Linked DNA regions of Mus musculus: region 2 is linked to region 1. A link is a contact called in public Hi-C data. All regions are on one chromosome and are shown on one strand. Each heading gives the region's core, a stretch centred on a gene start, on an enhancer-like site or on the middle of the called end of the contact. The rest is flanking DNA. Distances are from core to core; before and after follow the strand shown. Region 1 has its middle 60 kb from the start of Usp51. Region 2 overlaps Klf8 (Kruppel-like factor 8).

The links. Hi-C and Micro-C count contacts between places; a contact is called where the count stands out from the background.
Region 2: a Hi-C map of cortical neurons shows a contact between it and region 1, with 2.9 times the contacts expected there. The contact joins two enhancer-like sites. A contact is called at or near these places in 1 of 15 datasets of contacts at CTCF or cohesin (large pre-B cells), 19 of 484 Hi-C or Micro-C datasets (the AtT-20 cell line, cerebral cortex, cortical neurons and 9 more) and 2 of 115 datasets of contacts at active chromatin or transcription factors (embryonic forebrain and large pre-B cells).

The regions. Positions count from the first base shown.
Region 1 is chrX:152,942,624-152,949,356 of GRCm38.p6, forward strand. No RefSeq gene overlaps it. Among named protein-coding and RNA genes, the nearest start is that of Usp51, 60 kb to the right of the region's middle. Within about 2 kb of position 3,773, at least 19 of the 459 cell types and tissues checked have an H3K27ac peak or open chromatin away from gene starts, as enhancers often do. A contact at or near this core is called in cortical neurons, where this site is marked.
Region 2 is chrX:153,371,866-153,378,598 of GRCm38.p6, forward strand. The region is part of intron 4 of Klf8 (Kruppel-like factor 8); the gene reads left to right. Among named protein-coding and RNA genes, the nearest start is that of Klf8, 16 kb to the left of the region's middle. Within about 2 kb of position 3,971, at least 30 of the 459 cell types and tissues checked have an H3K27ac peak or open chromatin away from gene starts, as enhancers often do. A contact at or near this core is called in cortical neurons, where this site is marked.

The DNA of each region.
Region 1 (6,733 bases), core at 2,523-5,022:
CCAGCAAACTTTTCTCTTTTAGATCTCTCTTTTGTTTTCTGCTTTTAATTCCTTGGTCCATGGTGGAAGCTCTTTTTTGTTAATGTAATTCTCTATGCATTTTCAATATTGTGGCTAAGCTTTATTGGCAGATGAGCATGTTTTCCTATGTAACTGGAGAAATAATATAACTTAGCCTGTCAAGGCTGATCTCAAACTTATTGTTTTACTAAACCCTTTTTAAAGTACTAACCTTCATTTGTTCTGTCTCACAGGTAGAAAGCTCAGAAGGAACATGATACCATACAGGAAATTAAATCACCATTTCTAATACTTTAAAATTATTATCAGAATCACTGTTTTTTCTTTTTCAATTTAGATCTTTTTTTTTAAGTACTGTAGGCCATTTAAAATATGCTGTTGGCTTATTTAGCCCCTGTATAATTTTTGGAATTTGGCACTTTAAACTTTGTTTTCACGTTTAGGGATTTTTCCAGCAAAACCCTGAAGACTAATGCTCTACTCCCTGAAATCTTCATGGCTGCCTTGGTAAAGAGAAATTCTCGGTGGAAAGCCAGTTCATTTCATTCATCTTCTCTACTTGGTCAGTATTTTAAGAAAGTTTTTATTTGAAAATTAATTTAGATGATTATCTCCAAAATCTGTTAGCATGTTTGTCCTTTCCATACACTACACACTGAAGAGTGATCACTGGAGGAATCCTTCTGTTACGTATTCACATCACTTGCCACCATTTATTTGAGATGAGTTCTCACTGTGGTACCCACTCTTATTCCCAGGTTTAAGCCAGCCTCCTAGCTGAGCCTCCCTAGATGCTAGAACTACAGAGCTATATTAGTACACCTAGTTTTGCCACCATTTTCACTGTTAAAATTTATTTCCATTTTTTCCTAGCATTTTTTTCTGACAATACATCTTTATGTGACTTGTACTGTTACTTAACATTTTCAGGGGAAAGTTGAGACTTTAGTCCAAATGGGTGACAATTTTTGAATGGATGATAAGAGATAAAATAGCCCAGTTTTAATTCAAACTATCTCTTGCTATAAAGGACAGAGATGCATATTTTGCTCTGGGTTGCTGAAGATTGCACTTGCTTTTCTGCTGGCTAGTTCTTGCCCCTCTGCCTTCTCAATAATGTTTCAATGGGTTTTTAATTTTACACATTCATTTAAGCTGCATGTCATCATTCTTTAGTTTCTATTTTATCCCATTTTGTAGTTATCTATCATTGCAGAACTAATTCATTTCCAAACATAGCAGCTTATAACATTAATATGTATTATTTCACTCATAGACAAGTCAACAATGTAAGAGGTGTTTTGCCAGTGATTTGGTACAGAGCTCTTCTTGAGGTTTTTGCTAAAACTTCAATTGTAACCCATCACCTATCAGTTGTCTACAAGCATTATCACTAGGGCTGGAGATATGCTTCCAGGGTAGTTAACCCACACAACTAATGGCAGAGGCTTCAATTACTCACTTTGAGTCACCCCATACAGGAGAAATACACAAACAGAGGAGAGGCAGGGAGACCAGAAGAGAGAGGGGGAGAGAAGGAAAGGGAAGGAGCCACTAAATGCTGTAATGCTAACACTTAAGCTGATTGTGAGTTCTAGGCCAGCCTGGGCAAAGGAGGGAGAGGGGAGAGGGGAGAGGGGAGAGGGGAGAGGGGAGAGGGGAGAGGGGAGAGGGGAGAGGGGAGAGGGGAGAGGGGAGAGGGGAGAGGGGAGAGGGAGAGGGGAGAGGGGAGAGGGGAGAGGGGAGAGGGGAGAGGGGAGAGGGGAGAGGGGAGAGGGGAGAGGGAGAGGGGAGAGGGGAGAGGGGAGAGGGGAGAGGGGAGAGGGGAGAGGGGAGAGGGGAGAGGGGAGAGGGGAGAGGGGAGAGAGATCTGCATTGATTTTCAAAGTGGCTGAACCAGTTTACTTTCCCAGCAACTGTTTAAGAGTTCCCTATTTCCACATCCTCCCCAGCATCTGTTGTCATTTGTTTTCTTCAAAATAGACATCTTGAGCAGAGTGAGATAGTTCATATCTAGAATGGAGTTTCATTAAGCCATAAGAAAAATGGTATTACATTTGCAGAAAGTACATGGAACTGGAGGTCAGTAGGTTAAATGAAATATGCCAAAATCAGAAAGGCAAATATCATCTGTGTTCTCTCATATGAGAGAGAGTGTGCACATACATGTGTAGGATATGAAAGTAAAGGAGAGACCATGAAAAGGGAGAAACAGATATTGAGAGGGGACAGTAGAAATCCCTAGAAGACAATATTGCTACTTAGGTAATGTAGGAATGGTCATGATTCTCTTTTCACATGAGCCACATTCTGTCACTTGCACAAGGGTTGTTCTTGTAGATTAAATATAAACTTAGTGTTTGATATCTAGACACATAGACTCTTATTTCCTCCCCAGGCACCAAATCTGAACAAGGATCCAAGAATTTTCAGGCTTTCCATAAAGAATTTGTCTTTATCAAGGCAGCCATGAAGATATGAGGGAGTAGAGGTTCAGGGTTTTGCTGGAAAAATCCCTCATTTCTCATGCTTCTTTCATGGTTTTCTTCTCGGACTCCAATCAACCACCCTTTGTCTTTATTTCTTTATTCTTCTCCTAGGCAGCCTCAAATTTTTCCTGGACCTGATCTATTTAGTTATGAGCATCCACTTCACCCCACCACAGTAGAACAGTTATAAATAAATTACTTCTATCTGCCAATTTATAAGGGTAAATCTGACCCCCTGACTATTAATAGATTATCTAAAGGGCCATTATGTATTCTAGTGCTAAAGACAGCACTTAGCAAAACTTGCTAGTTTACATTGTATATACATGTGCATTTTTCCTAATGGATGCCTGCACAGTATAAACCAACAAGTTAGTTGTGGCTAGGTAAGATGGATACATTGAGTCTCATGGATCTTATTACCTGTACTCAGATAACTGAAAATTTATATTAATATATATGCTCACAGTTACTATAGATATAGATATGTAGACATATGTACATGTGTGTACATACCTGTGTAAGTATAATGTATGTGCATAAACAACTAGTAGAAATGTAACAAAATAAAAAATACATATGGCAAGATACCTAGGTCAGTTAGACTCACAGAAATGGCCTCTGACCCTTGAGATGCATTATAAATGCTGTGCTGATTGTAAATGTATAATTGCTTCATAGAGTTCTGCCAGCTGTGGCAAGCAGGCATTTCAATTCTGCATTCATGCAGCATTTAAAATTCTCACTGGATCATCAATTAAGTTCGATACAGAAGTTGATGTATATTAGGAAGATTTGTTATCACCATCTCCTTATTCTCTTGATGTCAGTAACAATGGATGGGCCCATATGAAGTGTCAGGTGCATTTTAGTTATGTTATCTAAATTACTCCTCATGGTGTCCTTCTGAGATGAATGTAATGATTATGTTTTACAAATGAGGAATATGAGACATAGGGAGATTAGTGATTGACAAAAGGTCAAAGAGCCCGAGAGGTGAATATATCTGCTTGTTCCAGAGATTCTATTTTTACCACTGGATTATAATGCCCTCTGATATTTGGCATTCTGACTTGAGGAAAAAAGAAAAAAGAACCCAGCCCCAAATGTGAAGATTACATTTTACGTGGAGAGTGGTATTTTCCATTACCAAGAGGCTCAGCTACATTTTACCAGGGACATAACGTGAAGACAGTGCAAAGAGAAAATAGCTGGATGACGAGTGGGTTTGCTAAGCAACAGCTTATTAAATCTAGTGAAACCATGGTGATGGAACACTGTGGTCCCAGACATGCACTTACTTAACACTGAAAAGCACAGACACAGCTATTGGGAACATCTGGGAAGATAAATCAGGACTCCCAGCCTTTGAAAACAGAAAACCTCATCAATATTGCTATTATCACAACACATGATGCCAAAATCCAAGCAAAGAAGCTTACAGACTCATAATTAAAAATGTCATTGTTATACATGAAGATGAGTTTTAATTTTTTTCTTGACAGTCTCTACTTGCCTTACGAAGCAGAATTATCTCATTTTGATTTTTTAAAATGGTAGGTACTATATAATGAATTGATCACTTTGGATTTTAGTGTTTGCAGGATGCTTTTTTGTTTCATTTTTTTTTAATCATGTGTATGTGCACATGCATGCCACAACATAAAATCATTTACAGATATAATAAAACAGGAAATGAATTTGATAAGTGATGTGGTGTGAGAATTTCATGTAGCTAATAGACTCACCCAGAGATGAAGAGCTCTAGACATTTAACAACTGCTCTTAGAGGAGGACAAGGTCCTGACAGGTGATAGTCCCAGGTGCTCAGCTCAGCCTTCAAAGCCGTACATACATAAGAGAAGAACACAATGGACTCAGCAGGCTCTATAATGCATTTATATGTCTATGTAATAACAATAATCAAAGAAGATGAGATCATGAATTTGAGGTGTTTGGGGTGGAAGGAGGGTGAAAATTATGTATATAAAACGCAAGTGTATGAAATTCTAAAAAAATAAATAAAGTGTCTGATAGTTCTCATTTCTCTCTCATGTGTTAAATAAGCAAGCAACTGGTAGAATAGATCAAATTTTCTTCACCAGTGTCGAATATATTCAAATCACACCATAAAATCCAGTATATCTTCAAGACATTTAAAATGTTTAATTGTTAACCATATTAACCATATTAAACTCATAAGTTCTATAACACACTTTTTTCTGTTTTACTGATTTTTTTCTTACAGTTTTTCTATTGTGTATGTCATTTTTTCCATACTAATTTCATTTTGTACAGCTGCTCATTTCTCCATATATTTACAACAGTCTTTGTTTCTGTGGACTATGGTACTGTCATGGTGTGTGTGTGTGTGTGTGTGTGTGTGTGTGTGTGTGTGTGTGTGTGTGTAATTGTCTCTGTGTGTAACCTTTCTGTTAACTAAAAATGTTCATCATTACAAAAGCTTCTTCCCTTTCTCTACCAGTTATTTTCATCTTAAAATTTATTAGTTTGATATATTAATTCCAGTTCTCTCTTTCTTTGTTGTTTTATTTTCTTTTTCATTTACTCTTTGAAAATGTCATTCACCTGCTCCACCCTCTTATCCCCCTTCCATCTCCTAGGCTCCCTCCTTCAAGCACACCCCCACCTCCCCAGTTGCAGGGTTCTTTGATTGTTTTACTTTGGTTGGTTTTGCTGGTTACCCACTGGGTTTAAGCAGGTTTGCCAACAGGAGTATGGCTGTGAAGTTATCCACAGCCACAGGACAATTCACACCACTAAAGTTAATGACTCCCCTCCACCAGCACCAATTAGCTGCTGTCATGGTTGGTTTTAATGTCAAGTTGCTACAAATTAGATTCACTTGAGCAGGGATCCTCACCTAAAGAATTGTTCCTTTGATTTCCTTGATTGAAATAGGGAGAACCCACCCCAAATACATCGTAGCTGTACAATTTACATCCTCTTATATTGTATTGCCATCAGTATAGTTTCACAATTATTGTTTTCTATGATTGCCTCTTAAATTTGAAGAAAACATTGACAACAGAGTACTGTCTTTTATATTTGTTTGGGCATGACCTTTTACTATTAATTAACGTTTAACCATTTGAAATTTGTAATATGTGTCTAGTTGTTTCATTTTCCCATAAAAGACTCCCTCTCATACTTGTTTATAATAAATGATGTCTTGTTGCTTAAGACAAACTAAAAAAATCCTTTTGCATCAGTCTCTTGAGTGGATCTACAAGTCCGTATTGCCCCAGCCAGCTCCTTTAGCAGTTTTTGCAGAAAAGAATTGCTAGTGACGCATTGCCTCAATATGTTTATCAGATAGTATCTTGATTATTCCTTCAGTTTTGAAGGATATGGTTTTGCAGATATGTATTTTTAGTCCGTTTCTTTCATCGTTTGAATATGTTGTTCACAAGCAATCTGGTTTCCATGGTTTCTAATAAGTTTGTTATACCTTGAATTTGATGAGTCACTTCGCTAGCTGCATTTGGATTTTTTTCTTTTCCCTTGCCTTCTTAATCTTTTAAAATTATATTACATTATTTAGTGTGTGTGTATGTATATGTGTGCACGTACATGCACGTGGGTGGTGTATGTGTGGGAAGGTTATACATGTGCCACAGCAAACCTGTGGAAATCAAAGGACTATTTGTGGGAGTCGGTTCTCTTCTCCCAGCACTTGGGCCCCAGATATTGAATGCAAGGATCATGCTTAGCTACAAGCACACTTACCAGCTGAATCATCTTGCTGGCTCCTTAATTTTTATTTCTATTTACATGCATTAGTTGTACAAATTGATATTTTCTAGCATGACTTTTCATACATGCAACCAACACACATTGATCAAATTCAACCTCCTTTGAGAACCTTCATCTACACATCAGTCTTTGTCTTTTGGATGATTTAAATATGATGCCTTCAGCTCTTTTAAAACATATATATTTGTAATTATCCTTTGAGAATTTCATACACGGATACAATGTATTTTGAGCATATCTATTCCCATGTTCTCATCTGTTTCCTCCCAGATCCCTTCACCACCTCCGTCTCCCACCTTTCTAATGTCCTCTCCTTTAAATATTTTTCTAGCCATCTAAATCCAATTAGTGTTGCTTGTATGCCAATAGCACTTTAGCTAGGGCTGGGACCTTGTGAGTTCCTCCTTGTTGATGCCCTCTTGGTCTCATGCAGGTCTTATGTAGAA
Region 2 (6,733 bases), core at 2,721-5,220, 430 kb after region 1:
TCATCTTCCCAGGTATGTCTGTGAGGCTTAGTCTTTGTTTTATGAAGGTCTTTAATTATTGATTGAAGCCTCTGCACTTTATGTGACTGGCTAATTCCAACAGTGATGTAAAGTACTTGCTTTATTGAGGGGTAAAAAGAAGCTGGTTGTGGTATCCCACGCCTTAACAGTCAGGAGGTAGCAGCAATCAGATCTCTATGAGTTCAAGGCCAGCCTAGACCACATATCAAGCACCATAGTGAGACCCTGTCTCAAAAAAAAAAATTGAAAACATCTAGAAAAACGTTTAACCAGCCACCTGACACTATAGTCCTGCTAAATTGTCACAGAATATTAACTTATCACTAGTCTCATTGTTCACGTTTTACAGAAAAGAAAACTGGTTTTAAATGATGTGAACAAGTGTTTGTTTTTGAGATAGGCTCTTACTATTCCATAGACCAGGCTGGGCTGGAACTTGCTGTATAACTTTGGGCTCATAGCAAACCCTCAAACTCATAGCAAACCTCCTGCCAGACTCTTGAGTTCTGGGATTATAGGCATTGTATGATGCCTGTTTGTTCAGGGTTGAGTTATAAGGCATCATATAAGTAAGCCCCAGATACTGTCAGAATTACCTTGAAAAATCTGTCAAAATTGCATGTATATTGAATATCCAAATTTTTTTATATTGTACTCACCTGATTCTTTTGGCCTTAGTAGCATGCCCATAATTGACGGATTTTTGTTCCTTAATTTAGGAGTCATATATGCCGTGTATGTGTGTGTGTGTGTTATAGACATGTGCACATATGTACCTTTTTGTTTTCTTGAGATCAATCCTCAGTATATAACTCTTGTTGGCTTGGTACTCAGTATGTAGACCAGCCTGGCCTTGAATTTAGGGTAAACTTCCTGCTTCTTCCTATCAAGTTTTGGAATTACAGGTGTATATCATAATGCCCAGCTAATGACTCCTATTTTTAATCAGTGAATGATTGGTCTATGGCATATAATTGGATCTAAGTTACGTATGCATTTGGATGAGACTCCTTGTAATGTTTTAATGATGTTAAACTGAATTTAATACCTTGTTTACCTTTGTATTTGCTGCCATCTAGAAGCTATTAGTACATCACAAACTTGCTAGTTGTTGCAAATTATCACTGGAGCTTGGTCATAGTAATACAGAATAATACTAAAAGAAAGCTTTCTAACTTAGGACATACATACTGCTGTCTATTTTTTTGATTTCTGTAGTCATACCTAATAAATGGAGCACTTGGCTGTCATATTCTTTTATTTCTAATTCTGGTTGTTTTCTTGAAGTGGAATCTCTTGTTTGAAACTTGTGTCTTATTGTGTCATGCATGTTCCTTCCCATATATGTCCTTTGACTGATAACATTTTACCTATCTCTCTCTCTCTCTCTCTCTCTCTCTCTCTCTCTCTCTCTCTCACACACACACACACACACACACACCACATTTTACTTTGAAAGTAAGCTGCATCAAGAAACTTTGCCCCTTAATAGCTGGGTATCACCTGCAAATAATCACACTATCCTCTAAAACTCTGTAAGAATTGCCACATCCCCAAATGAACAATATTTTCATAATGATATCTTGTATGTATGTATGCATACATACATACACACATACACACACAAACATTTCAGAGATACTTTCAATGGCATATTTTCTTAAACTTCTTTTTGTCTACCAGGACTGTAACTAAGTAAGTCTGTCCAATCCTTACCATATTTGGGAGCCCAGATTTCAATTCTATATCTTCTATAGAATTTTCCCTGACAGTCTAATGCCCAAAAATACTTAGTACACTCATACTCCTGGAATACTAATTTATTTCTATCAGTCATTCATGTAGTCTCACTCCTGGTTTTGTATTGTCAGTGGCAGCATGGAAATATCTCATATCTTATTAACAATGCTTTCCATCTCCTAAACTTCACATTTACTATCTTCAGTTGTTATTATGTCACATATAATTAACATTTCTCTTGCTTTTCTACTTCTTTTTTAAGATTTACTTTTCTAATTGAATGTAAATGTGTGTCTTTATGTGACTATGTGCATTTGAGTGCAGGTGCCCTTGGAGGCCAGAAGCATTTCATCCCCTTGGAGCTGAAGTAGTTTCAGGTAGTTGTGAGCTGGCCAGATGGCTAATAAGATAACAGAGATCTATTCTTGAAGAATCCTAGAAACAGACATCTCAAAGAATGTTGTTCCACTGTCCTGGACTATCAAAATGTACATGTTAGAGAATAAGTTCCTTCTCTTTTCACACATCTGGTAGGTGTAGGCATTCCTTGGCATGTGGCCCTATCACTCTGCTATCTGATTGTGTGTTCACATCATCTTATTTTGTAGTCTCTATAAAGATACTGACCACTAAATCCCACCATTTAGGTATTCCAGAATGGTTGCTTTAAGATCTATAATTCTGTCTAGTGGTGGCACACACCTTTAATAATCCCAGCACTCCAGAGTTAGAGGCAGGTGGATCTCTGTAACATCAAGGCCAGCCTGGTACACAGAGTGAGTTCCAGGATAGCCAGGGCTACAGAGAGACCCTGTCTTAAAAAAATCCATAATTCTATATGCAAAGATCCTTTTCCAAAATTGGTGATATTCATTGATTCTGGGCACTAAGATATGAGCAAATCATTTTTGGGTGACCATTCTTCAGCTTGGTATAATGTTACTTTTCTAATACATAATACAAGAATGTAGTTGTTAAAATAATTTTGATCATGTATCATTTAAAGCAATCATACACAAAAAGAAATTATTTGCTCCTTTTTTCTTTACTTTCAGTTTCAAGCTAGATACTAATATTTCCATGCTGCATACAAAGCAAATACCTAGATTTCATCTATGCATATATACATATGCATATTTTTATATTCTGTGGTTTTGTCTGTTTTCATGCTCTGGGAAAGGCTCTTATAGGTCTAGGCTAGTCTGGAACTGAATATCTTCCAGCTTTAGCCCCTTGAATTCTGGGATTACAGGTGTATGCATTTCTGATCTTGTTTTTTTTTCCCCCTGTGTGCTTTTGTTAGTATTCTAGTCTCTTAAAATTGTCACATTCATTAGTGTGTATAAAGAGGAATTGTCCAATAGCGCTTTATTTCCTAATACCATTGAGATGATGGGGATGTAAGATTCAAAATTCCTCTAGGTTTAGATTAAATTTAGCCTTTTAATAATATTCATCTCCATCCATTTTTCTCTTAATACTGAAACACATCATGGCATTATTGAAGAAGGATTGGAATTTCGGAGGGTAAAACTGGTTTTTCGACCAAAATAATTGAATGTGCATAATATATGTGTACGCACACACAAGTGCACCCAGGCATGAAAATGATTAGTCTAAACCCAGAGCAAAGCTAGAAGAGACCTGTGGACAAAAACAGCTTTTATCTTTCTCTTGGGGAGGAGCCTGGGTTTTATCTTGTTACCATGACAACACTCCTTCCTCTCCTTTCTACTTACTGTGCTGCCTGCAGTATTTTGTTCTTTCATTTTCTTTCTTGTCTTGCCTTCCTGCTTTAAAGCCCCACATCAGAGCTATTTCAACTAACAGTTGGTAACAGTTTGGTTTCCCTCACTTGATTTTCCTTACTCTCCTGAAGCCAAGGCTGTCTTCATCAGATGTTCAAGAGCTAATATTTATGAAAGTGACCACTTTTTCTGTCTGGATTTCTTTGTAGAATTGCCTTTTTCCATGATCTCTGGTAATTTGTCAGTAACGAACTTAAGAAAAATGCAGACTCAAATACTGGTTTTTGTTTGTTTGTTTGTTTGTTTGTTTTTTATAAATGGATTAGGATCCTGGGCATTTAAGGAGGACGATAGGAAGTAAAATATCTTTTACACCATTCCCAAGTTTCTGGACTGGCCACACATAGCCAGAAATACTGGCAAGCTGTAGCTACAAGCGTTAACAAGACAACTGGGGAAAGGCAGCAGCCATTCTCTCTTTGGAGAGTGGTTAATTATTGACTAGAGGACACTCAAAACCTGAAACTGGACCACAGGGTTGAAGAAGGAAAAGCGTATGTTAACACAGAAAAATCTCATAGAGCTTTACATTAATTTTCCTGTGGGCTTTCAAATCTGTAGTCATTGTATTCAGTGAAGAATAGAATGTGGCACCCATCCTTAGTCATCCTAGTGAGTCACCAAAATTCTAGGGCTGTAAACCCAACTAGGACATGCTATGTAGAACAAGAAAATAACTCAGGTAGTGCATGGGGTTTTTGTTGTTGTTGTTGTTGTTGTTTCTTTTTTTTTTAAATTATAGTGACTGTTTTATACAGAATATAGGATAAATAGTACTGCATATCAGGTTTCTTTTTTTAAAAAATATTTTTTATTACATATTTTCCTCAATTACATTTCCAATGCTATCCCAAAAGTCCCCCATACCCCCCCCCCCACTTCCCTACCCACCCATTCCCATTTTTTTTGGCCCTGGCGTTCCCCTGTAATGGGGCATATACAGTTTGCGTGTCCAATGGGCCTCTCTTTCCAGTGATGGCCGACTAGGCCATCTTTTGATACATATGCAGCTAGAGTCAAGAGCTCCGGGGTACTGGTTAGTTCATAATGTTGTTCCACCTATAGGGTTGCAGATCCCTTTAGCTCCTTGGCTACTTTCTCTAGCTCCTCCATTGGGAGCCCTGTGATCCATCCAACAGCTGACTGTGAGCATCCACTTCTGTGTTTCCTAGGCCCCGGCATAGTCTCACAAGAGACAGCTACATCTGGGTCCTTTCGATAAAATCTTGCTAGTGTATGCAATGGTGTCAGTGTTTGGAAGCTGATTATGGGGTGGATCCATGGATATGGCAGTCTCTAGATGGTCCATCCTTTCGTCTCAGCTCCAAACTTTGTCTCTGTAACTCCTTCCATGGGTGTTTTGTTCCCAATTCTAAGGAGGGGCATAGTGTCCACACTTCAGTCTTCATTCTTCTTGAGTTTCATGTGTTTAGCAAATTATATCTTATATCTTGGGTATCCTAGGTTTTGGGCTAATATCCACTTATCAGTGAGTACATATTGTGTGAGTTTCTTTGTGAATGTGTTACCTCACTCAGAATGATGCCCTCCAGGTCCATCCATTTGGCTAGGAATTTCATAAATTCATTCTTTTTAATAGCTGAGTAGTACTCCATTGTGTAGATGTACCACATTTTCTGTATCCATTCCTCTGTTGAGGGGCATCTGGGTTCTTTCCAGCTTCTGGCTATTATAAATAAGACTGCTATGAACATAGTGGAGCATGTGTCCTTCTTACCAGTTGGGGCATCTTCTGGATAAATGCCCAAGAGAGGTATTGCTGGATCCTCCGGTAGTACTATGTCCAATTTTCTGAGGAACTGCCAGACTGATTTCCAGAGTGGTTGTACAAGCCTGCAATCCCACCAACAATGGAGGACTGTTCCTTTTTCTCCACATCCTTGCCAGCATCTGCTGTCACCTGAATTTTTGATCTTAGCCATTCTGACTGGTGTGAGGTAGAATCTCAGGGTTGTTTTGATTTGCATTTCCCTGATGATTAAGGATGTTGAACATTTTTTCAGGTGCTTCTCTGCCATTCGGTATTCCTCAGGTGAGAATTCTTTGTTCAGTTCTGAGCCCCATTTTTTAATGGGGTTATTTGATTTTCTGAAGTCCACCTTCTTGAGTTCTTTATATATGTTGGATATTAGTCCCGCATATCAGGATTCTTACTTAAATTATTTTGATCATATTTAAAAGATAATCATCAGGCCGTGCAAACAAAAGTATTGCTTATACTAGTGAATAAATATGGGTTGATTATCTTTTTTTTCTCATATTTTTAAATGTACCTTACATCCCAATTGTATCTTCTTGCCCTCTGTCCTTTCCTCCCAGCCCCTCCCTTTCCCTTGCCCTTCTCCCTCACCTTTTCTCCTTAGAAAAGGGCAGGCCTCCCATGTACATCAACCAGCCTTGGCATATCAAGTTGCAGTAAGATTAGGTGGATCTTCTCCTCTTGTGCATAGGCAAGGCAGCTCCGTTAAGGGAAAGGGATCCAAAGGCAGGCGATGTAGTCAGAGACAGCCCCTACTCTTACTTTAGGAGTCCCACAAGAAGTCCTAACTGCACAACAGTTGGAATGAAGGTAAGAAGAACCTTGACAGCTACTCTCTAGTACATTCTCCTAAGAAGCTTGCTTGGAGAAGCATTAACACCCAGGAAATACTTGCTATAGGCTGGATTCATTTCCGCATAACAAGCACACATGAAATCAATATGTCCAGAAGGAAAACGTGATGATATTCTCTGAGGAAGCTACTAAAACACTAAGGTCTAAATAACCACCTAACATTTATTTCAAAGCCATGGAGCAAGAGAGAGCGGTGATTTAAGCACCATTGCGGACAATTTGGGTGGGATATTGACAAATCACAAAGCAGGCTTGGTGTATAAACGCACAATGCAAGATGGATTGTTTGAACAGGGCCTGTAACATTCTCTCTCATCAGAGCAATGAGTATGTATTTGTTTCTATTGCTTCTTTGTTTCAGTTTCCATTATGGATATTCTTGAATAGTGTTTTCAGCAAAGAGAGTTACCGTAGATCAGCACAAGCTCTCCTGCTGATAGTGTTATCGTAGGCAACACTCTTTGTCCTAGCAATGGCCTTGGCGAAAGGGAATTTACATATAGTTTCTGTTTTATATTTAAGACTCAGA